Linked DNA regions of Rattus norvegicus: all the other regions are linked to region 3. A link is a contact called in public Hi-C data. All regions are on one chromosome and are shown on one strand. Each heading gives the region's core, a stretch centred on a gene start, on an enhancer-like site or on the middle of the called end of the contact. The rest is flanking DNA. Distances are from core to core; before and after follow the strand shown. Region 1 has its middle 44 kb from the start of Ctla4. Region 2 has its middle 67 kb from the start of Ctla4. Region 3 has its middle 55 kb from the start of Cd28. Region 4 overlaps Raph1 (Ras association (RalGDS/AF-6) and pleckstrin homology domains 1).

Region 1 (6,315 bases), core at 2,561-5,060, 160 kb after region 3:
AATGGGCTGTTGGGGGTTTGCTATGGGAGAACAGAGACTGCCAAGCAATTCGAGAAGAGGAGAGGGTTTGTAGCTGGAAAGACCTGCATTTTCAGGTTCATCCTGAGAGCAGCATTCAGTGCACAGTTTTAGAGTCTAATAGGTGGTGACCTCAGGATTACTGATGAGAACGGTGGGGCTAGAGAGGATTCAGTGTTTGTTGCTCTTCCAGACAACCCAAGATGAGTTTCCTGTGTTCATGGCAGTGCCTATAAATTCAGTTACAACAGGATCCATCACTTTCTTATGGATTCTGTGACATATCACAATACCACAACACATCCTTTAGTACATTTTTTTTCTCTTTGAGACAAAGATTCATGTAGCCCAGGCTGGTCTCAGAGTCTTTATGTAGCCAAGGATGAGCTTGATCTCATGATCCTCCTGCCTCTACTTCCCCATTACTGGAAGTACAGGCATCACCATACCCCAGCAACCCCATGTTTTTTTAAATGATTTTTTGAGTTTTCTTAAGATTTATTTTATTTATAAGCTTGAGTACTTGCATATGTTAGGGTACTAACCTCAAGAGGTAGGGAAAGGGCTTTGAATCCCTTGGAACAGAGGTTGTGAGCTGCCTTGTGGGTTCTGTTCCCAGCAGCTGAGTATCTTTTCAGTGTATGCTTTTGTTCTTATGTTATAAACCATATGCTAATACTACCTATCAAGATTTTCCAAAGGATGCTCATTCAACCTGGCTTTCCTGGTAGATCACTCCCCATAACCAGGACCTTCTGCAAGAGCATCAAGTGAGTGAGAGCCATTTCTCCAGTCCTGCTGTTTTCTTTATTGCTGCTGTTGTTGGTTTTACCCTGGACAGAGTATTCTTTTATGAATGGGTATTGAGCACATTTCAGATCTCTGTAGGATTCATGTCTAAGGACAGAATTGTTGGGCCAATAGGCGTATGCATATAAAACATCTCCAGTGTTGAAGTTCCCTGAAGCCATGGGCGCTTCCATAGACACTATGCCTCCAGCATCAGGATGCTGAAGAACGAAAGTGGAGAAGGTTCAGGACACACCAGGAAGTCACTGGCAAGGTGGAGTAGAGGTGAAGGTCAAGGAAACAGGAAGTCAGCTGTGCTGTGAGGTGGAGGATCGACCATCCCAACAACAATAAGGCATCTGTCTGCTTATCCCCTCGCTGTGTTCATTTAACTCTGACATGGGTTAGGAAGCCCACTGGCTTCCCCTTGGATGTAGCAGGGAGCAGGAGAGAATACTTCCTTGTCTCTCCCTTCTGGCAAAAACAGAGTCTTCACACTTGAGCTCACTGATGAAGCTCATCGATCAACATGGTTGCCCCAGGGGACAGGAATTGGTGTCTCCGTGTTTTAGAACTGCATCTGTAGCAGAGAGACAGGCAAGGAGGTTTACTCGGCTCTTTAGCTCCAAATAAGTATCAATTAGGCTGATGACTAACTCGTACTAAGTCTTCAGTTTCCTAAGTCTTTCTGACGTTGTCAACCCTACTCTGTAGTGAGCCCCTCATAACAAAACCAGCGGCTACAACAAACACAGCGGCTGATGTGGTGAGCCGATTAGGAGCTGTGTTTAGCAGTGGACATCTGGGACAAAAATCAGGAGCCAGGGGTGTTTCCTCTCCAGGACTCCAAAGGCAGCCGTCAGCATTCCACAAAAGCCACAGCAGCTCCCCGGGTTCCCCGGTCCTTCAGCTTCTTTTCTTTCTGCCATCTGTTTTTCTGTACACCAGGTAAATGTATGTCTCTTATCCTCAATTTTCAAGGAACTCCCCCAGAATCCCTCCTCTTTCCCTAGAAAGCTTATATCACTCTGGACATGTAGCTACTGTTGCCTTCAGCGACTATGGGGAAAAAAAAACATTTTCCTCTGGGACACAATGTTACCCCTATAGATCAAGGTTACGTTGGTCAAGAAAAAGAAGAAAATGGATATGGCTTAAGTAATTGAAAATCTCAAAGAAATGTCCTAGATACTTCGGGTTCTTTTTAAACTAATTTTTTAATTGTGGTACAATATAACACAAATGTTATTCTTTTGGCCATTTTATGTGCAGCATTCATTGACATTAAACACATTTACAACGTGAGTAACTGTTACCACTACTGTTTGCAGAACCTCCATCCCAAATGGTACCTCTGTGCCTAGTAGACAGCAGTGTCCAGTCTCCTTCCTCTCAGACACTCTTCACCTCTATTTCTGTCTCTATGAATTTGTTACCGCCTACCAGGACACCCATGACGGTTCCCATGTCTTCTTTATTTTACCTTGTCTAGTGTTCTCTAAGTCTATGCCTGTTGAACCACACACCAGAACTTCATTCCTTTTATAGCAGGAATTTGCATTCTGTCACGCAGACAAAAAAAAAGCATTTGAAAAAACTTCATCAGTTGGGAGACACTTTGGTTGTTTCTCATTTGGGGCTATTATGCATAGGCTGCTAGGAATATTAACATATAAGTAAAGCCTCTGTTTTAATCTATTTGGGGGAGGAGTATATACTGTGGACTGGGTCATGTGGTAATTTTATTTTTAACTCCTGAGTAGCTGCCAAGCGCACTTTACATTTTATGTTGTATCTAGTGTCTACAGGCATGGTTTGATATAACACTGAAGCTCTGGTGTACACTGTTGTTTTTGGAGGGACCCCACGCCCCTCTCAGTTGTCAAAGCTGCTCCCCGTAATGTCTAGCAGATTCCCCTGGAAGATTCTGTAGTTATTATGATGAATTACTCTTAGTTTTAAAATGTGAAGCATAGACCAGAGGCTAAGTCAGTGTCATATCCCAGCCTTCTTCTCTCGGTAGTGAGACCTGTGCTAATTAACTCCTAGCTCTTGGAACCTTCCTTCGTGCTTGTGTAACCTTACCAAGTCTGTACTGGATTATTTCGGCCAGTGTGGACTTGTGGTTTTTTTTTTTTTTTTTTTTTTTGGTTCTTTTTTTCGGAGCTGGGGACCGAACCCAGGGCCTTGCGCTTCCTAGGTAAGCGCTCTACCACTGAGCTAAATCCCCAGCCCCCAGTGTGGACTTGTAAAGACCCATAGGAGGATGTTTCAGGCAGGAGCTAAAGCTCACGTTCACCTTCAAGCCAGCCTGTCACCATTTTGACAGGCAGAGAGGATGAGTTAGTTCTTTCTGTGCCTCACTGCTAGTTCCCGGTGTAGCTTAGCACAGTTGCTAAGGATGTAATGCCTCCGGACAGGTGACTGCAGCACAAATCCTGGCAATCCATGTGGCTTTCCTCAAAATTATTTAATGTCTTTGTGCCTTGGTTTCCTCACAGATAAATTGGGAATCGAGACCAACAATTTACTTCACGGGTTTGCTAGAGTCACGCCAAGTTTGTTAGTAGTGCTCCTGCAACGACATCTGGGCGTCATGTCAATGTTCTGTGTGTGGAGCGGAGTTGGCGGTGTTGACAATAGGATGATGTAAGCTCTCGACGCAGCCGCAGTTAATAATGTGTCACAGCTGTAACTCCGAGGACTAGAACCAAAGGGCAGGTGTGTGGCTCGGGGGCAGGGTGCTTACCTAGCATTTGTGAGGCCCTGGATTTGAACTCCAGCAGAAAACAGGCACCACTCCCAAACAAAACTAGTAGACTCAAAATAAATTTCGGACAGACAAAGGAGGAATGGATAGATACAGTCAGGTGTGTTGAAAAGCTCCTCCCTGGATTTTATCTTTGTCCCAGGATCACAAGGCTGGAACATGCTAAGTCCATGCTGCCTTCTTCCTCACCTACAGATTGCAGACTTCTATCTAGTTCTACCAAGCACCCTGTGCTGAGGCAAAGGTCAGGCTTGGAAAGCTATCATCACCAGGGCAAACATAACCGTATAGATCATGGCTAGGTCTGAGCTATAAAGCTGAGGGGACAGTGGACGATGTGGAGAAGCTCAAGGACAAGGACATACACAAGGAAGAGGGGGCATTATTTTGAAGAACACGTAGACTGGCCACTGTAGATAGAGTGGGACGAACTTCAGCCTTGTCTGAGGACTTGGGCATCAACAACAGAAAGGGCTTCTTAATGTGTCGCAATGCAAGGTCTCTTCTGTGACCATACAGCTGTGGAGAGACAGAAACTGCAGCACCCGTCTGGTGGATGTAGCAAGGATGGATGGTTCTGAAAATCCCACCCTGACACAGCAAATTTAGACGTGGCTGATTCAATGTGGGTGGGAACTAGACATTTGTGGAGCAGTCAGTGCCTGCCATCTATTGGCCGGCGTGCTTCATTGCAACTGTAAGAATAGGCTATGAGAGCCCATTGTTGAATTTTATCAATTAGTTGTGTCCTTTCTCTCTCTCTCTCTCTCTCTCTCTCTCTCTCTCTCTCTCTCTCTCTCTCTCTCTCTCTCTCCCTCCCTCCCTCGTGCCTACTAAAGCGGTTTCTTATTGCTTTGTAGATTCAACAGTTTTTGTGAGTATCAATAATTATATCTTTGGAATGAAATGGGAGGGGGTGAGCATTGCACAGTGATGTCATTGCATGAGGAGACACAGATCTTGGATCCCAGTTGTTAATGTATTTTTAATAGCCAAGAAATTCTTCCCCCTGACATTAAATGACCCAGGCATCATTTAAAAGCCCAGGGAAGCTTGCATTTTCCCACGGCTGACTGCAAAGGGGGGGGGGAGGGTAGAGGCTGGAGTGACCGCTGCTTTCTATTGTTCCGATGATATTCTTAGCATCCATGGAGGAAGGAAAGGCACCAAATGGAGGGAAATTTGGGGAGGCTTTGAGGGGGATGAAGTGGATTTTAAAAGGAAAGAGTCTTAAGGGATGGAGAAGATCATCCACCCTGTATGTTCCATGACTGCAGTTCAAGAGGGAGTTAAAGAAATACAAATTGGCAGAGAATAAATGAGAAAATGCCCAGCATCCTTAGCCACTGGGGAAATGCAAAATAAGACAACACTGAGATCCTTCTTTCTCCTGTCACCAAGAAATCAGCAAATGCTGACCGGAGGAGAGGGTGGCAGAAAGGAGTCCTTCTTTACAGCTGACGAGACTGGAGACCGGGGCAGTGACTGTGGAAATCTGTGCAGAGGTTCCCAGAGAAGCACAGCCAAGGATACAGTTCCTACATGCTTTAGCCACACCACTCCAGACTGAGTAACTGAGGACTCTAAGTCAGCATAACTCCGAGATACCTGCACATCCATGTTTATCTATACGCTATTCTCAGTGGTCAAGAAGCCAACTTAGATGCTCATTACTGGATGATAAAGACGGTGATATATATGATATGTAATATGTAATATATATGATATGCATCATCACATATGTGGTGAAGTTTTGTTCAATCATAGTGAAGACTGCATTGTTTCATTTTCAGGAAGATGTAGAACTGGAGATCATCATGCAAAGTGAAATGAGCCTCTCAGAAGACAAAGCCTCACTGTTCTCTCATATGCTTACCATATAATGTACATTCATATATGTGTATAGATGAGACAGAAAGGCAGATGAGAACTTATTTGTGCGTGCAGAAAGGAAACTGTCAGGGTTGGAGATAAGGGAAGGCAATGGAAGGGGAGACTTATCCATGAAAATATCATAAGGCAGCCTATTTTGTACATAAAAATTAGTGAAAGAGAGCTTCATTCAGAAAGGGCACACAGGGCCAAAGGTATAGCTCATCTATTAAAGGTTAGGGCCTATTAACCAAATCTTCAAAAAGGGCACATGTTTGGGATCATATCTGTGTTCCCACATCCAGTAAGAAAGGCCACAGAGGTGGAGCAGTGGTGCAGCGTACAGTCTGTCATGAAGCTGTCTTTGGAGAGTGGGCGCTAAAGGTGACTGAAAGTGTCTAATTATCAACCCATGCTAGGGATTATTTGGGGGTGTAGAATATTATGGGTAACCAGCACAGTAACAGGTGAGCTACTGGGCCCTGCTCTTATCCCTGGGCATGTGAAAGTTAGCATTTTTCATGAACTGTCTTTCCTCCAGCCCTGTAGTGCTGAGCAGAATGGCCTGCGGAGAGGCCTCTGCTGGAGCACAAGGCCATAAATCCAGGAAGTGGAGGAGGAGACTTTGTCCATTCACAGAGAGAAATCTATTTCCCAGATTGGAGGGAAGGACTGGAAAATTTAATTAGGTCCACAGTCCTTGAGAATTGTTTTTAAAACTAAGAATGAAGGATGGCAAAGATATTCCAAGAGGCCAATTAGGCTGCAGTTTAGGGCAAGTTGGAAAGCCAAATTCAGGAAAGTTAGGTGTTAGGGCTGGAACAGAATCTGCAAACAGGAAGTTGGGTGAAAGGCCTGGGACTCAG
Region 2 (5,818 bases), core at 1,847-4,346, 140 kb after region 3:
GTAGAAAGATACAAGGAAAAATATAAACAATATAAAATAAAAAATAAGATTAAGAAAAGGAAGGCATTGCGAGACAGACCACTGCTAAGCAAGCAGCCTGCCCTCAAGGGTCGTTTGTTTCCTCAGTGAGAGTCCCTTGAAGAAAAATTTCCATTTGCAAGTGGTTATCAATTGAAGATAGCTTCTGGGTTAGGCATGTGCACACCTCTGTCAGCCCTAGGACCCCACGTGGTGCAGACCCATGCAGGCCCTGTGCATGCTGCCTCGGTCTCTGTGAGTTCGTCTGTGCTTGGATCCTCTTGCTTTAGAGGGCCCTGTTTTCTCAGTGTCCTCCATCCCCCCTGACTCTTGTACTCTTTCTTCCTCTTATTCCACAGAGTGACCTGAGTCCCAAGGGGAAAGATTTGATGGAGACATCCCACTTGGGGCTGAGGGTTTCTAGGTCTCTCAGTCTCTGCACAATGTCTTGCTGTGGATCTCAGTCTCTGGTCCCATGCACTGCAGGAGGAAGCATCTCTGACGATGGCTGAGGAAGACACTGATCTATGAGCGAGGCAGAATGTCATTAGGAACAGTTTTGGTGCTACTTTTCTTTCTGGATCATAGTATTTGATTTAATCCTAAGTCCCTGGGCTATCTAGCAGGGTGGTATTTTCTCTTCCATTCTGTTAGTCAGTATTTTTTTTTTGTTGGGGAGTTGAGACCATTGATGTTGAAAGCTATCAGTGAATGGTGTTTGTTAATTTGTGTTACTTTGTTTTCGTGATGTGTGTTTGTGTATGTGTGTGTTTGTTTTGATTTGGTTGTCTGGGATTATTTATTCCTTGTATTAACCTTGGAGTGTGGTTAACCTCTATAGGCTGATGTTTTCCTTCTAGCACCTTCTCTAAGGCTGAATTTCTGAAAAGGTACTGCTTAAATTTGGTTTAATGATAGAATGTCTTTTTTTTTTTTAATCTTTTTTTCCATCTATTGTGATGGAAGGTTTTGCTGGGTATGGTAGTCTTGGTTGGCATCTGTGGTCTCTTAAAAGTCTGTAGAACATCTCTACAGATCCTTCTGACTTAATTTAAGAGTTTCCATTGAGAAGTCAAGTGCTATTCTAATAGGGCTGCCTTTATAAGCAACCTGGTCTTTTTCCCCTTGTAGCTTTTAATATCTTTCTTTGTTCTGTACATTTAGTGTTCTGATTTTATGTGTTGAGGGGAATTTCTGCTCCAGTTTATTGGGTGTTCTCTATGTTTCTTCTGGCTTGATAAGTATCCCCTTCTTTAGGTTAGGGAAATTTTCTTCTATTATTTTGTTGAAAATATTTTCTGTGCCTTTAACCTGAATTTCTTATCAATTTTCTAATCTCATTATCCTTAGATTTGGTCTTTTCATAGTGTCCCAGATTTCCTGGATGGTTTGTGTCAGACGTTTTTTAGATTTAGCATTTTACTTGACTGTGTTATCTACTATGCTATCAACGCCTCAGACTCTCTTTTGCATCTCTTGTATTCTGTTGATGACACTTGCCTCTGAGGTTCCGGTTCAAGTTCCTAAATTTTTCATTTACAGATTCCCCTCAATTGAGGTTTTCTTTATTGATTATATTTCTACTTTCAGGTCTGAACAGTTTTATTCATTTTCCTTCCACTGTTTGTCTTTTTATAGGTTTCTTTAAGGGATTTATTCATTTTAAGGGATTTTTAAAACAGGATCTCTGTTATGTTCATTAAGGCTATTTTAAGGTCCTTTTATTGTGCTTCAGCTTTTCAGAGTCTACTGTGACAGAGTTGCTGGGTTTTAGTGGAGACATATTGTTGTGGCTATCACCGATTGTGTTTTTATAATGGTGTTTAGACATCTGGGTTTGAAAAGATCTTAGTTCTAGGTGCTGATTTCTGGTCCTGTCTTTGTTAGGTGTGTGCTTTGTTCATTGGTTTCTGTTGTCTTCTCAGGTTCTTTAGAGGGTGTGGTGTCTGTGTGTTGCCTGGTATGGAATTCTGGGATCCTGATAGGTGTAGTTACTGGGGATTCTAGGTAAAATGTGTTTCTAGGTATTAAGAGCTGGCACTTAGGAATGGGGATGGCCTGGGGGCATTGAGGGGGTCCACAGGAGGGAGGAAAGCAGGGTATTCCATCCTAGAAATGGGGGCAGAAAGTGAAGAGAGGTCACAACAGGTTGTCTGCTACAAAGATGGGATAAGAGTTGGGGATTGGATATAGAGGAGAGGAGAGGAGAGGAAAGAGTGAAGCACTGAACTCTGCTTTCCTGCCTTCTGGCCTGCTTGATTCTCAGGCAGGCTTGGCTAGTGGATTCCCAGGAAATGACTGCTGGTGTGGGGCAGGGATGATGGGATGAGCTGGGGAAAGGAAAATTGGAGGAGAAAGTTTACATGATCCATTGGAGGTGGGGTCGGAGAGGAAGAGGTCACAGTAGGTGGTCTGTTACTGAACTGGAGAAGACTGAGGAATTGGCTTTGAAAGAGAGGAAAGAGGTGAAGAGCTGCAGTTATGACTGCTCTTCTGACTGAAGTGTGAGTAAGGTATTCTTAATAGTCTAGTTGATAGCTATACTTCAAAACAGCAATTAGAAATAGGATCAATGATCTAGTGAATCCATTCCTAGATTTTGACAAGGAAGCTGAATATTTAAGCCAGGGGGAATGTTTACTTTCTGATCTCTCTGTTGGGAACAGCAGGCGTTTAGCTCAGCCAGAAGTGAGATTACACATCTATAATTGTTCAAAGCACAGTTGAAATCAGACCAGTGTTCTACTTCCAGAGCAACAACTCTACTGTGTGGCCTCAGTTCCTGGTCATCAGTATCAGCTAATTGTTGATAAACTGAAGACAACAATAACCTCTAATGACAGATTTGTGAGGTTCTTGTGGAATAATTTGCATTAAGCACCTGCCTGAGATCAGAGTAAATGGCAAGCCTTATTAAAAGATAGGTCACAATGTAGCTCTAGAGCCAAAGAATAAAAATGAGCAAAGATAAATAAGGACAGATACTCCAAGGGTGACAGTCTTGGTCACCAATGGGGCGACACTGCCCTGGAGTACTTCTTCCTTGAGGGGTAAGTCATAAAAGTCAGAGGCTTATAAAACAATTAGAGTATGTGTGAGCAAACTGTGACTCAATAGGGCAAGTGTTCAAAGATCATGCCCACTTTCCCAGAAACAAAACTGAAACTGGAGATTTCTGTCATGAGTCAGAAACCTTCAAAGCCTTCTCATGACGTGGACAAAGGCAAAGGTTGGTTGTTTTGTTCATCAATTCCTTTATTGACCCCAAAGCCAAACAGATTAAAAGTAACAAAAAAACTTTAAGTGGAAAATTAGATGTTTAATGCCTCTTAAAGGCATTGCTTAATTAGTTTTTATCAAACATATTGTGTATATACTTATTAAATTAACTATCTTCAGAAAAACTAGCTATTTTGCTTCTTACTGTTGTAGTAATGGAGGATAAACTACTTCGTAACAAATTAATATCTGAGTCTCACTTTTCCACACTTTTGGTGCTGAAATATCTGAAGCATTTATGGTTTTCTTATCACTAGTGGATAGGGAAAGAAAATAGAGGTGACTTAGAAGTAAATGAAATTTGTACAGACCAAATAAAAATTTTGCCAATATAATAACCCTTAATAACACCTACTGGACTACTTTACCCACTTTTAGCCTGGTGTGTGTGAGCTCCAATGGACACATCCACAACCCAAGTCCTACATCTGGATGGGATGGGAAGTTTTTAAGACCCAGAATATGTGTAAGTCTGATGTGAGATTTTGTCTCCTAGAAATGACAGAGAAGCTACACCCAGGATACCTCTACAATATGGCTTCCTAAGCAAGACTTGAATAAGTACACCAACAAAGGTGCCAATATGAAAGGGGAAAATCTTACAGGGTTCTGCTACTGACAAAGAACTACAAGCAACTAGTAACTGCTGAGAGAGAGAATCTGGGGAGAGGAAAGGAAGGAGGGAGGAAGGGAGAGAGAGAGAGAGAGAGAGAGAGAGAGAGAGAGAGAGAGAGAGAGAGAGAGAGAGAGAGAGAAAGGGTAATTAGCTTCTCACAGGAATGAGTCCCCTAACTGTATATCTAATACCAAATGGTCAGCTTTGAAACCATATACACATAAGCCAGACTCAACCGGTTGCATTTATGCATTTATGCATATATTTGGAACAATCATTATCAAAGAAAAAGAGGTCATCAATTAGAGAGGGAGTGAGAAGAGACATAGGAAGGGGCATGGGAGGGGTTGGAGGGAGAACATGGAGTTGGGGGAATAATGTAAATATATTTTAATTGAAACAAAGGTGTTTATTGGAAAATATGGTTACAAACTAGTTCTCTATAAATCTGATAAAATAAACAAATCCTTTGTGAGTTTGATAAGATGAGAGGGATTTAGGCAAAGGTATATAATATTTAGAATGGAAAAGAAAACATAGCCACAGAAATGTAAGAGATTAGAAGAATTGCAACATAATAGCACATATAAGCCTATAAAGCCTATACTAACAAATTTGAAAACAATTTTCAGAAAAGTTTGATTTCTCAAGTTAGCCCCGAATTACTTGGCAATTTTGATTAGACTAATTGCTGAGAACTGGGGGAAGAATCACTGTGCTTGCTAAAGCTGTAATCCTAATATCAATGGACCCCAGTCTCTGGGGTAGGAGCCTGAAGGTTTCTGTGCTCATCAACAGCCCCAGTTGCTTCCATCACTAAAGCCATGGGGATGGTGCTGCAGTGGTCAAGAATGGTGATCCCAAACCTGTCACTTCAGAAAAGGCTGTTGAACCTGGTGGACACTTTATAGCTAAACTCTGTTTAGCCCTTACTTTCTCTCTATAAAACTATCTCAGACAATGAGAGTCATTGCTATGATGTCAGCACAATGTTAACAGTGAACTTCATAGAGGACAAAGCAAACCCAAACTTGCAGACAAACTTACCACTGATTAGCCTTAGAGTTATTTAAGATCTCACTTAGGACTCAGCAATGGGCAGCAACGTGTGATCTCATAGACTTTATTCCATGTTTGCAAGGTTAATTTAAATATGAGATTCTACCAACACTGCTAACTAATTGAAAAATATAAAAGCAGGTTAATAGATCATTATAAAAAGCATTTGACAACATTGAGCCCTCAAAAATTATAAACACAAAAGCTATGCAGTAAGATTATCTGTGATAAAGTCTGCTTTCTGAAAGTGAATAGTAAGTAAAACTACAAGTAGTCTGCTGAGATTTCCAATTAATAAGAAAATACATGGGACGTCAGTACCTAAACTTGCTTAATAATATCCGAGTCTGAGCAAATGGAACAACACAAGAAAATTAGTTATTAATAGCCCAAGAAGAGACACTTTCTGCATAGCTCAGCAAGTACTTAAAAATGGTCAAGAAGAAACAAAAAAAATCTGTAGAACACCTAGGAATAAATATAACAACAGCAGCACAGAAACTCGGATAATACCTGCAAAAGTCTTTGACCCACACAAAATGAGGTCTGAAAATAAATTAATCTTTTGTCCCTCAAATAATATGCAAATATGATGCAACTCCACAAGGCTGTGAGCTATGTGAAACACTTCCTCACAGAAGATGGAATTCTTTGAAAGTAGTTCACAAAAAAATGAGAAGCAGTTACAATTATTACTGAGTAGCACTCTAAGTACTTTGCATGCATTATCTTACTGGCCATGTGACGTGTGTGTGTGTGTGTGTGTGTGTGTGTGTGTGTGTGTGTGTGTAGGGGTTAGTGTCTGTGGATCCTACATGCCACTGTGTGCATGTGGAAGTCAGAGGA
Region 3 (5,855 bases), core at 2,206-4,705:
ATGTTATTGATTGAGTCTGTCCTACCTATTCCTGTAGTTGACGGAGTGTTAGAGGCCTGATTATAATTCGTGCAGTGGGAAGGCACAGGGGACACACTGGTTATTTAGTGTGTTAGCACAATATCACAGTTAATGCTGAGGAGAGGAACAAAAACACAACCTGCTTCTTCTGAAAACTTGGGTGCATGATGGTCATGAGGCCAGGTTAAAAGTTTGCCCAACCTCCTTTGAAAGGCCTTCACACTTAATAATATCTTACTGTTTGTTGTTTTTAGAATGGACCCTAATACAAGGCACAGGTCAACATTTTTCTCTACTAGAACTGTATCATTTGCCAGCTGGCAGGTATGTCTTTAAAAAAGCAAAACCAAACACAAAATAAAACAATGAAAAACAACTGCACTAAAGAACAAGTGAGGTAAATCTAATATCAGATCCATAATTTTAACGTGATATAATTTCTCTAGTGATGACAAATCCACCATTCAAGATTGGTTCCTGAGACAGGAATCACTTTGTTCAAGGGAAGTGCAAATATTAATACTTCAGTACAAACATACTTTGAGATGTTCTTTCTGGAAAATAGTTTCTAATATGTATTCCTGAGAGATGCATGCTGTTCTCTTCCCCAGACAAGATTGTTGTCTTTTTTATTTCAAAAGTAATAGATTGACACAGAAAATCTAAACAATATAGAAAATAGTAAAACCAAACTTAATCCTGATTTTCTCAGCTAATACCAAAACTTCAGCAAACATACTCCTTTATAGCTTTCTCTGCACGTATCTTATGCACACTATGTGACCATTTTTGTTTATATATACAATATAATTTTAATGTAGACAGTATTATACCTTTTCGTAGTTTTGCCCTTTTTCGTATGCATCTGCAATGGAAACTTTCTTTAATAAATACTGTTTAACAGCTCCAGAAGCAGCCCACTGTGTATATGCAAAATGGGAATTTAATTAATCCTCAGCAGATATTAAATTGTTTCTAATTTGGTATTATGAGAGCAAGGCTTGACCTAATGTTCTTATAGGACTCTTTTCCCTAGGAGATCTTCTATAAAGTAAAACAATTGTAGATGTCTGTTCCCTGGTTTTCTTTCAAAAAGCAAAAAAAAGGGGGAGAACTCAATTTTGACCACTACTGACATTTGAGAGTAGAGAAGCAGGTTTTTCAGTGGACTGTTTGCAGTATACATTTTCAAAATCAATGTACCTTAATTTTGGCAAACACATGTCAGATGTTCTTAGTGAGCAGAAGTAACTAGATGTGATGGTGACAGTAAATTAGACAAGGCTGATATTTTTCAACTGTTTGCCAAGACGTAGGAATAAAGCCTTCTTACTCTGTGGCCCCCCCCCCCCCCAGTATTTGGGTACACACCTGGACTGTGGCATTCATTTGATTCTTACCTGTCCTCTCAACTAAACTATTAGCTTTCTGAGGCCAGGAACTGTGCTGCAATTTGAAGGATCCTTAGGAGTATTGGTCCTTTCATAACCTGTGGTATTTTCCCATTTGTTTTGCCCCTAGTTAGCAGCTACCACCTTTTTTTCCTTATTGGTTAAAATATAAGTGTAATATTTGCCCAGGACAAACAAACTTGGAGTTTAGGAGGAGCACTGTGTAATGGGTTTTAAATTCTCCTGATTTAATTCTTGGCTTTTCATGACCCAGGACAAATCCTTTAATTCTTCTGAGTCCTAATTCCCTCCACTACAAGGTAGAGATAATAGATTCTACTTTAGACAGTGTTCAGATTGTAGGAGCCTGTGTTTTAAGGCCAGTAACAAGATACCCACAGTAATGCTTGATAAGTGGTAGCTGCATGCTCACATTTTCCCAAAGGTATAAGATATCCATATTTATATATGTATACATCAATGACCATTTCTTGCCTTCTGCTCTGGTGAGCGTAACTTCTAGGTTGAAAGCAACAAGAAACTAAAAGGCAATAGAGAATAAGGGCCAAGACTCTCAATAAAATCAACGTGGAGCATAGGTTGATGGATGAAAACTAGGTTTTTATGTTCTCAAACCTGAAAGAGGTGTCTGGAGTATTGAAATGAAGAAAATAGAATTGGATTAGGTCATTGGGACTATCAAGCATTTTATTAGGGTAAAAAAATAACTTTAGGTAGCCTGTAGCATAAAGATTCTCTCTATACAACCCCAAGGAATAAAAACAAAAGCTATCAGTGTAAAAGGTGAGCGGCAGCAACCTTTGCTCTTTGGCAACCAACAGCCAACCTTTCAGCATGACAGACTGCTTTAGGCTTCTGCACCAGGCCTCACTTTCTGCACACCAGCTAATGTGCCTGAGCTTAGTTTCCACCCAACAGTCAGTCTTAAAGACACAGGGATGCCTTGTGGTCACAGTCACTAAGTCTGGATGAGGTTTCTGCATTAATCTGCTGCTGGGGACGGCACAAGGAAGCAGTGTCACTGTGGAACTTAATACCAATGTCTGCTTTCCTCCACCGGAGGTTCTGCAAGAGCAAGCCATTTATACACAGTAGTGCCCTTCTGAAAACAGGTAGAGCAAAAGACATCTGCACAGAATAAGCACTTTCGATTTTTAGTCAAAGATAGCTTCCTTTGAAAGGTAGAATTTTTATTAAAAAGATGAGAAAACGTATGCTCTGTGGGAGCAAGGAAATCTCATTGAAGGAAGCAAAATACATCTTCCCTCGCCTGTAAGGAAGCCAGGTCCTGATTTATTTTGTGTTCATGACTCGGCAGAAGCACAATACTCCATTTCATAGAGGCTTATTACGACACAATAACAGCACTATAATTTCCGTCTCTGTGAAGGGCTTCCCTTGGCTTTAGGCCGACTGATCTCACTGTCCTTGAACAAGTCTGCTGCTTTGGACACAGGGGATACCTTCATGTGTGTGCATTCTGTTTTCTTTTAAGGAGTGGTTTGTAAATGTTTTAGCAGCTGTTATTCGCTCCAGTGTTTGGAGTTTGCGTATAATCAGACATCTTATGCCCGGTGGGGAGATTTAGACAGTCCCTAAGCCAGAGAGAAGGCACCGCTCATTTTGTTTACTGCACAGAAAACCTTTAGGCTCCTTTGTCTCAGGAAACCTACAATTGTAAATTCCTCCTCGATAGTATCACTCAGCATTCACACATAGACCTAAACTTGGCTGTTCTTGATGTTGCTTGGAAGTTACAGTTAAGTAAATGTTTTCTGGTAATGGCTCTAAAGCTAGGATCACTGCTTATTTTTGTCTATTTAAAAAAGTTTTCTTTTTTCTTTTTCCCAAAAGCCTTTGGACTCCATGCCCATGGCTATCTCTCATCACCAGGGACCTTTGCTCCAGGACAATATAAATGTTTCGTAATTCTTGTTTCCTGAAGGGCAACAACCTGAACTCTCACACATAATCTTCCCCTCCTTGTGGATGGGCGGGGCTGAGGTGTGCTGGTGTTCTGTATTGCCAAAGGGGATGTGTCAGAGAAGGCATGACTCTCAGTGCCAGTAACAGCTGGGTGGCAGCCTTCTCTCCAACAGCAAAGCAAACTGAGCAGTTAGTTAGCTCTTTCTCCCTTCGTAGTCTGATCTGACAAGCACATAGCCACTGCTTCCAAACACTTTCCTCTTTTTGCTTAGAAACTGGAGGTGCCAAAGGAGGGACAAGTATTTTCACACTGGCTTTAAGTACAAATATTCAGTGAGTGCTCACTTTGGACTAGAGACTGTTCAAATCCCATAAGTATTATCTTTTTTCATTCTTGACATTAGTTGTCAAGAAGACAAGTTTCCATCTCTATTTGAAATCAAGTCTTTAGGGAGGTTTGGAAACTTGCCTGAGGTTACATATTAGCAGAGGCCAAGCTAGGGCATTATCCTGCTGTCATGCCAAACCCACACTTGATGTTTCCCCTTAATTCTGTGAAAGTCATCCAACATTTTTTGATCATAGTTATATGCCTCCCCTATTGCCCCATTGCCTTCAAGATCAACTTCCAACTTACTGTGAACCTAACTTTGGTCTCTCTTTCCTTCTCCCTCTCCCTCTCCCTCTTCCCCTCCCCCTCCCCTCCCTCTTTCTCTTCCTCTCCCCCTCCCCTTCCCCTCCCTATCCCTCTCTCTGTCCCTCCCCCTTCCTTTCCCTCCCCCTCCTCCCCCACCTCTAAGTTCAATTTGTTTTGTACAAAAACTCTTGGGTGTGGGACCTGCCTTGGATCCTCGGTTGACCAATCAGTTGTCAAATACTTGAAGAACCCTCCCTCTCCCAACCCCAGCAGCTATTAAAAGCTCTAGTTCCATGAGACTCTAAACCTGCCCTTTAACCACTGTGCTATACTGCCTCCCAATGTTAATGCATCTTTTATCTTTATCCCCAGCACTTTGGAAGATAGAAGAAGCCACAGATGCCTGTAGATAACATGCTTTCTAATAGTATCTATGCTTGTCATTTTCTTTATATTGCATTATTATATTAATTACTATGTTACAAATGACACAGCCAGGAAACCGGATAGGATCAATCAAGCAAGTACAAGGGTTTGATCTCTAAAATACCAACGTAACTACCCCTTTCTGTGGCTTTGTGTCTGCTCCTGGTTTTCTAAAGCAGTCTTTTGTTTTGCATGAACACTTGTTATGGAGAAATATCAGCTGCAGGGAACAATTCACAACAGTGCTTTCTACCCACTCTCCTTCCTTCCCCACAACCTCCGGTCCTGGCAAGTGCTGTTATTTTGAATGAATTTGATTGAAAAAGACAGGAAACCCACATTTATTTATTTTTTTTCTGAAATTTATGAAACAAAACATCTTTAAGAAACCTGGAGTTATTCTTTGTTTCCGACATCCACCTTCAGAGAAAAGAAAACAGTGCTTCCGTAATTGAAAAAGAGGTAGATGGCTCAGGGACACTTAGAAATTTCAAACATCCGTGCCATTGTCTTCAGTATGGGGCATTCTAAGGTATTCAATACACCAACCAATGGGGATTTCCAAGATCATGTAATTCTCTGATGGAGCTGCTCTAAGTTTCTTTGACTATTCACTTTTGAACATTGCCTCTGGGATGCAGGACCCATCCTTAGGCTAAGCTTTCTCTTTACCCCATTCTCGGCATGATGACTCCTCTATCCTCTATGACAATTTCTATCTATGCTTTGTCATTGTCATTGCTAGGTCTTCCATTACAGCACATAACTTCTGGTTAGAGGCTGTCAGTCTTCTGAGTTCCCAGCACCCTTTTCAGTTCTGTAATTATTGGCAACACAAATAAAAAAACTTAAAGACATCAAAATGACATCACCATCTCTGCTATAATGAAACATCTAATGGTGTTCCTGGAAGTAATTCCATCAAGGGCATAGCATATGCCTGTCTTTCAGGTTTGAAGACAAGATAAAGCCATGTATCCCCTTTGCTCGTCTAATAGATTCATGGAATGAAGTGTCTCCATGTTTCAGAAAATATACAGTAGTTCTTTGTTGTTGGCCTGCTGTTTTATTCATTGAAAAGCGAATCAATATACTTCCTTATAACAGTATGTAGATTCATTTCATTTTGTTAACAAGTAATGACACCATGCCATACTTTTTAGGGTATAATAAGTTACTGCTATCCAGACATGAATATAAATCACAGTAAAATGAAGGGCAGAATGAAAAAACACAGAAATATATCTGAAGTTGCTTGCCCAACCAATGGCCCTATGGTAGCATTTGAAAGATGACTTGGCCCTCCTCTTTGTGGAATGAAAATGATAGGTTGCTCTTCTAGCGAGTGGTACTCAGACTTGGACAAAAACTCCAGCCAATCCTCACAGTTTGATTATTTAGAAGATGTGCAGAAAACAGTGTTCAATATATGT
Region 4 (5,731 bases), core at 360-2,859, 180 kb before region 3:
TGGAAGTAGCAAGAAACCTTATCATATCAGAGGGATAATACAGATGAGATATGCTGTAAGCAGTGGGCCTCTGGAGTCAAGCACTCCAGGACCTGCCTAGAAACAAAGGCTCACTTTCTTAAAGCATCTCACACACAAAACCCACATGTGAAAAGATATCAGGGAGAATATAGTTTTACCTTTTCATAAATTAGAGAAACATTGTATATAAACAAGAAAATTCTTCATAAAGCAAAACAGGACAAAAAAAAGAAAAACCTTAAGATAAATATTTCAAACCCAGCAAAGAGCCACAAGTCACCTTTTTCACTTGAGCCTCTTTAATTTTCTCCAGAGCAACTCGGATCTTCTCAGCTTTCAGTTTTGCTGCCTGTTCTTCCTGCAAACACAAAGCATTTCAGATAAACTGCTGCTCACAGGGTGAGGAGACCAGCAAAGGCTTCATCCTCATGGCGCTGGTAGGGAACTATATTAAGAACACAATGCAGCACATGTATAGAAAGCACAATTCTAAAGTGGCTCTGTTCACAGAATGAAACAGACATGTCACAAGAAGAGAGCACAGGCTCAGCAACAGGATTAGCTTCCATATTCCAGAGAAAAAGAAAGACACCTGTCACGTAATACACCAACTTCGATTCTGACAACACAAGGCAAACAGCTTTCAAGCTCTGGGTTTAGGGAAATGCTGCGGACGAGCTCCTCCTGCTGGCCTATTTGCCACGCTCACACAACTTTCAATTCAGACTCCCTCCAGAGGTTATGCAAGATTTCTGCACAGTGTTTTGTTTTGTTACATTGGAAATTTAAGATCTTTGGAAAAATATATATAGCAAAACCAATCTACTTTGTTATAAAAATATAAAGGCCTCAACAAAAAGTATATGTACAAATATTAATTCTTACCAATATGCTAATACAAACAAGAGGCTGCCTTATATTTTAAGTTTTACTGATTTAGAAAATCATGCAGCACAATCAGTAAATTAAAATTTATTAATCTGTCAATAAGTCTATTCGTAAATGCTAAGTATAACTTTACAAATAACACGATTGTAAGTAATTCTAAGATTATAAACTCTCGTAAAAATTATAAAGAACTAAAAATAAAGCATTGTCCATTTTTTCTAATAGAATACAGTATTCAACACTAGTACTTACTAATAAGTTCCAGCAATAGGCCATAATAAACACTGTAGCTGTAATTTCCAATTTAAAAAGAAAACTCATGTAAGTAAACTTCTGTTTATAAAGATTTATTTTCTATTTCTGAGTACAAAACATTAAAATATCTATATAATTGCCATCTTCTAAAATCCTTTAATCCTTTCCTTTAAAAAACAAAGGAAAGCCTAATTATATCAGCAATAGTTTATCCTCTCTGGATTGTGCCTGAAATGTCGCAATCCATGTGTCAGTTTTCATAAAGAACTAACCCTTCCAGGGTAGGGAAAAAGCTAGATTTATTTACTGATTTTCCCTAGTCACCAAAGTCCTGCAAGCTTCCTTCTATTTCCACTTCCTACTGCGATGTCTCTCTTTGCAAGCTTAAGTTACTGACCATGGACCCGAGAGGCAGGGCAGGGGAAGGCTCATGGGCCAGAAATTGGATCCCTTTCAATGCGTGGAGCTACTGAATCAACAGACTGACCAAGACCTGGAAACACTATCTGTGAACCCAACAGTCAAAGAACAAAGATCTTTATTTTAATAATAAAGAGAATTAATACTTAGTTCTTAGATTATTATAGACATATTCCTCTGACTAAAAGATTATATAACCCAGTCCTTTCCTTTAAACAAATAAATCGCATCATAAAGCAATAGATGAATTTTAATGTAAATTTTTTAACCAATCTATTCTCTTATACATTTTATGTACATCTCTGAAAAGTAAATTTAAAGTCTATTGGGGGAGAAGGCATTGGAATCGATGCTTTATATATTTGAAATATAAACACAAACTTCTAAAAGTAAAATATTTGAAGTAAAATATTTTATGTATGTAAAATACTTGTGTATATATATACTTGGCCTGTATATATGTATGTGCACCGCACATGTGTGGCGCCTGCAGAGTTCAGAAGAGGACACTGGGGTCCTCGGATCTGGAACTACAGATGGTTGTGAACCACTATGTGGGTTCTGGGAATAGAACCTGTGTCCTCTGGAACAGCAGCAACTCTTAAGCATTGAGCTATTGCTTCAGGAAAACATGAAAAGATGGTTGATAGTCCTTAGCACCCAGAAAGTGCAAGTTAAGTCTTATACGTTTACTATGCCCCAAATCCAACACCCCAGCACAAAATGCTGGTGAGGATGTAGGACTGCTGCTCACTGCTAGTGAGAAGGAAACAATAATCTAGCCCCTTCGGAAGACAATTTGGCTGATTCTCACAAAATTACATGCATCATTGCCACATGGCCCAGTAGTCATGCTTCTATGTGCTCACTCAAATCAGTGCAAATTTCTGTCTACAAATGCCTGCACATGGATGCTTGTAGATGCTTTATTCAGAATCACCCAATCTTGGAAACAACAAAGATTTCCTCTGGTAAGTGAATAGAAAAAGTATGGTGCATCCTGGCAATTAAATATTATTCAGCACTAAAAAGAAATGAACTATAAAAGCAATAAATGGGCACTGTGGGCCCACAGATTAATAAATAAAAGAATTCAATCTATAAAAGTTACATACTATATAATTAATTGCAAGTATATTGTGCTCTGGAAAGGGCAGTAAAAAGGATCAGTGATTGTCAGGGTTAAGAAGGAAGCAAGGTGGGGTTGGGGATTTAGCTCAGTGGTAGAGCGCTTGCCTAGCAAACGCAAGGCCCTGGGTTCGGTCCCCAGCTCCGAAAAAAAGAAAACAAAAAAAAAAAAAAAAAAAAAAAAAGAAGGAAGCAAGGCTTTATTAGGCTTTATTAGGCAGAGTGCAGAGACCTTTCAGGGCAGTGAAACTACTGCTGTCACAGTACAGTGGATGATAAACAAAACTGCCCTAAGAATAAATAAAAAAATAAATACTGTATTTTGATTAGTTTCATACAATAATGGTGTTTCCATACTGCCATCCTTTACTGTTTGTCAAATTCCATGACAGGTTAGCTTAATTGAGCTCATGCACAGTTCCCGCCCCACACGTTGAAGTGCTGAACAGTAAGAGAACCAGGTAACCAATTAACATTCGTACAAATCAAGGAGTCATTTCTTAAATGCAAAACAGGCAAAGCTCTCCTAATACATTCAAGTTCAGCCTGTCTTTTACCTACAAAAATAGGTCAACATAATCTCATTTTTAAAATTGTCTTCAGGGCCTTGCATATAATAAGCAAGTAACTACCACTAGGCTACAATTTTGGTCATTATAAACTGGTCTATGAAAGTTAAAATCGAATTTCAGAGCTAGCTGGATACATCTAAGATAGGTAAATTTTAGTTTATTCGTCTCTAGTTTAATGCAAGGATGAACTTTCTAGAAACCTTTGAAGAAATAAATCTGGTTACAGTGAGATCTAAGTATCATTACTGGGAAAAAATGTAAATAAAAATAATCAAACTGCATGACCCATGGTTCCTGTGGGTGCTGTGCTCTTCTTCTAGCTAAACCACGCCTTACTTTTTTCCATAGTAATGTTAGGAGAAAGGAGACCATCTCACATTGTTGTGTTGTGTAGACAGGTCACTAAGTCTGTGTTAATGCGTGTGGACAATGTATGGGAGACTTCAGTACTAATCATCAAGCCCGTGCTAACCACACTCACTAAGGCAAAGGACAAAGCCTCCTGCACGTTGATTTCTGCTGACAGCACCAATCTTTAGGCTGCCTGTGCTCTTTCTACACCAGCCCTTGCTTCACGCTGTCTCACAATTATCCCAAACGTAGGAAGAGACACCTTACTTACAGAAAAACAACTTTCTCTCTCCTCCTCCTTCTCTTAAAAGAGCACGAGACAACCCATTTTCTACTGGAAAAACTCCTGTGTGGCTATCAATACCCATCAAATGCCAACCCTCCTCAAATTTGCACATAGGACAAAAACTGGGTACAGATCTTAAGATTAAGTGAAAGCCAAAGCTGGGTAACAACGTTCTCTGGGGTATAAACATTAGAATATCAGTACTCAGACAGTTCCAGTGTCAGAGAGAGGGGTAGTGAATGACTGCAACTGAGAAACGAAGACCACAGGCTCAGAGAACACAATGAAATCAAGGTGCTAAAGAGTGGTTTGCTCTAATCATTTCATAAGCTGCAAAAATCAAAAAGTAACAAATCAACTCAAAGAACTTCAAGTTATAATTTAATATTTGTTGGAGACTCTGCTATATAATGTGGCATAGAATCAGAGGAATTAGTTAACTTTCTCTGAAGAAATCATAAAATTATATTAAACTCTCATTAAGAGAGCTAACAGATATCTAACGCTCGCTGAACCACAGTTATAGTGTATATGATATCTAATTTAAATTTCTACAAAAATACAAGGCTTGTATGATTATTAGAACCACTGTACCAACTAAGACTCACAAAAATTTCTGTCTTCCTAAGATCATACACATTTATTAAGTGCTTAACTATGCATCCATTATACCATAATTTATTTCTATTGTCCTTAATAGTTTATAGTCTTAGCTTTTGTGGTACCAATAATAAAACTGTTAAAGGCATAACATAAAAGCATTTTAGTATCTCTCCTGAAGCAAAGAAAATGATGGTTAAAGCTAGCATGCTGTTGTTTTTGAATTCCTTATGTGCACTGGTGTTTTGCTGCATGCATGCTAAGAGTCACAGACAGTTGTGAGCTCTCAATGTGGGTGCAGGGATTTGAACCTGGATTCTCTGGAAAATCAGTCAGTGCTCTTAATTGCTGATCCATATCTTCAGCCCCCCAGCATTGTTTTTAAACACTGGCAGATATCTGGAGGCTGAGAACTGGGCCACCAAGCTTTACAGTAGAAAGCAGATTGCTCTGCAGGTTATGTCCGAGGTACACATACTTGGGACTAAAAGGTACAACTCAACGACAGGGAATTCGTTAGATATATGAAATGTTCTGAGTACAACACCCAGCACCAAAGAGGGGAGGGCACATAGTTCACAAAAGCCAGGTGCTTTGATAGAGAGGGCACCGACAACAGTCAGAATAAGGTTCTTCTGAGAAGCTTTATGGTATGGGTTGCTTAGGAATATCTGCCACTTCTTCCATGGGGCCATTCCATCTCCAGTATTCTCTTCGCCTTTGTTCCCTTTACAGCACTTAACATAATTTACGTATTTTTATATATGTATATTCAGACGCATATGTGTGTATGTATACATATATATTATATACATGTATAAATATATGTACATAAGAATATATATATATAAAATTTTAGAGGACAGGATCTCCTATAGTCCCAGGTTGGCCTCAATTTAATTGTATAGCTGAGATGAATGACCCACTTGCCTTTATCTACCAAGTACTAGATTACAGGTATATACCACAATGCCTGATTATTTTATTACCATAAGAGACTGTGTGTTTCCCCCTAAGGAATATGTCTAGTTTATAGTGTTGTGTACTAGTTAGTTCCATTCATAGTACAAGGAACAATAGAGATTACCAGACAAACAGGCAAGAGAAGTGGTCAAATGTCAAACTTAATCTGGGGAGCAGTGTTAAAAACAGATGTGGGGCAAGGTCAGAGACAACTGTAGTACTGTAGTGCTGGGCTAGGTGAGCGCTG

What was found. Hi-C and Micro-C count contacts between places; a contact is called where the count stands out from the background.
Region 1: a contact with region 3 is called in a Hi-C map of liver, with 5 times the contacts expected there. The contact joins two enhancer-like sites. A contact is called at or near these places in 3 of 12 Hi-C or Micro-C datasets (kidney, liver and mammary epithelial cells).
Region 2: a contact with region 3 is called in a Hi-C map of liver, with 2.6 times the contacts expected there. The contact joins two enhancer-like sites. A contact is called at or near these places in 2 of 12 Hi-C or Micro-C datasets (both in liver).
Region 4: a contact with region 3 is called in a Hi-C map of liver, with 3 times the contacts expected there. The contact joins two enhancer-like sites. A contact is called at or near these places in 3 of 12 Hi-C or Micro-C datasets (kidney and liver).

The regions. Positions count from the first base shown.
Region 1 is chr9:69,766,236-69,772,550 of GRCr8, forward strand. No RefSeq gene overlaps it. Among named protein-coding and RNA genes, the nearest start is that of Ctla4, 44 kb to the right of the region's middle. Within about 2 kb of position 3,811, at least 26 of the 93 cell types and tissues checked have an H3K27ac peak or open chromatin away from gene starts, as enhancers often do. A contact at or near this core is called in liver, where this site is marked.
Region 2 is chr9:69,743,270-69,749,087 of GRCr8, forward strand. No RefSeq gene overlaps it. Among named protein-coding and RNA genes, the nearest start is that of Ctla4, 67 kb to the right of the region's middle. Within about 2 kb of position 3,097, at least 9 of the 93 cell types and tissues checked have an H3K27ac peak or open chromatin away from gene starts, as enhancers often do. A contact at or near this core is called in liver, where this site is marked.
Region 3 is chr9:69,602,381-69,608,235 of GRCr8, forward strand. No RefSeq gene overlaps it. Among named protein-coding and RNA genes, the nearest start is that of Cd28, 55 kb to the right of the region's middle. Within about 2 kb of position 3,456, at least 20 of the 93 cell types and tissues checked have an H3K27ac peak or open chromatin away from gene starts, as enhancers often do. A contact at or near this core is called in liver, where this site is marked.
Region 4 is chr9:69,423,947-69,429,677 of GRCr8, forward strand. Raph1 (Ras association (RalGDS/AF-6) and pleckstrin homology domains 1) reads right to left here. Exons shown (of 14, transcript NM_001108798.2): 5 at 302-379. It also overlaps a transcript of Abi2 not described here. Among named protein-coding and RNA genes, the nearest start is that of Raph1, 57 kb to the right of the region's middle. Within about 2 kb of position 1,610, at least 5 of the 93 cell types and tissues checked have an H3K27ac peak or open chromatin away from gene starts, as enhancers often do. A contact at or near this core is called in liver, where this site is marked.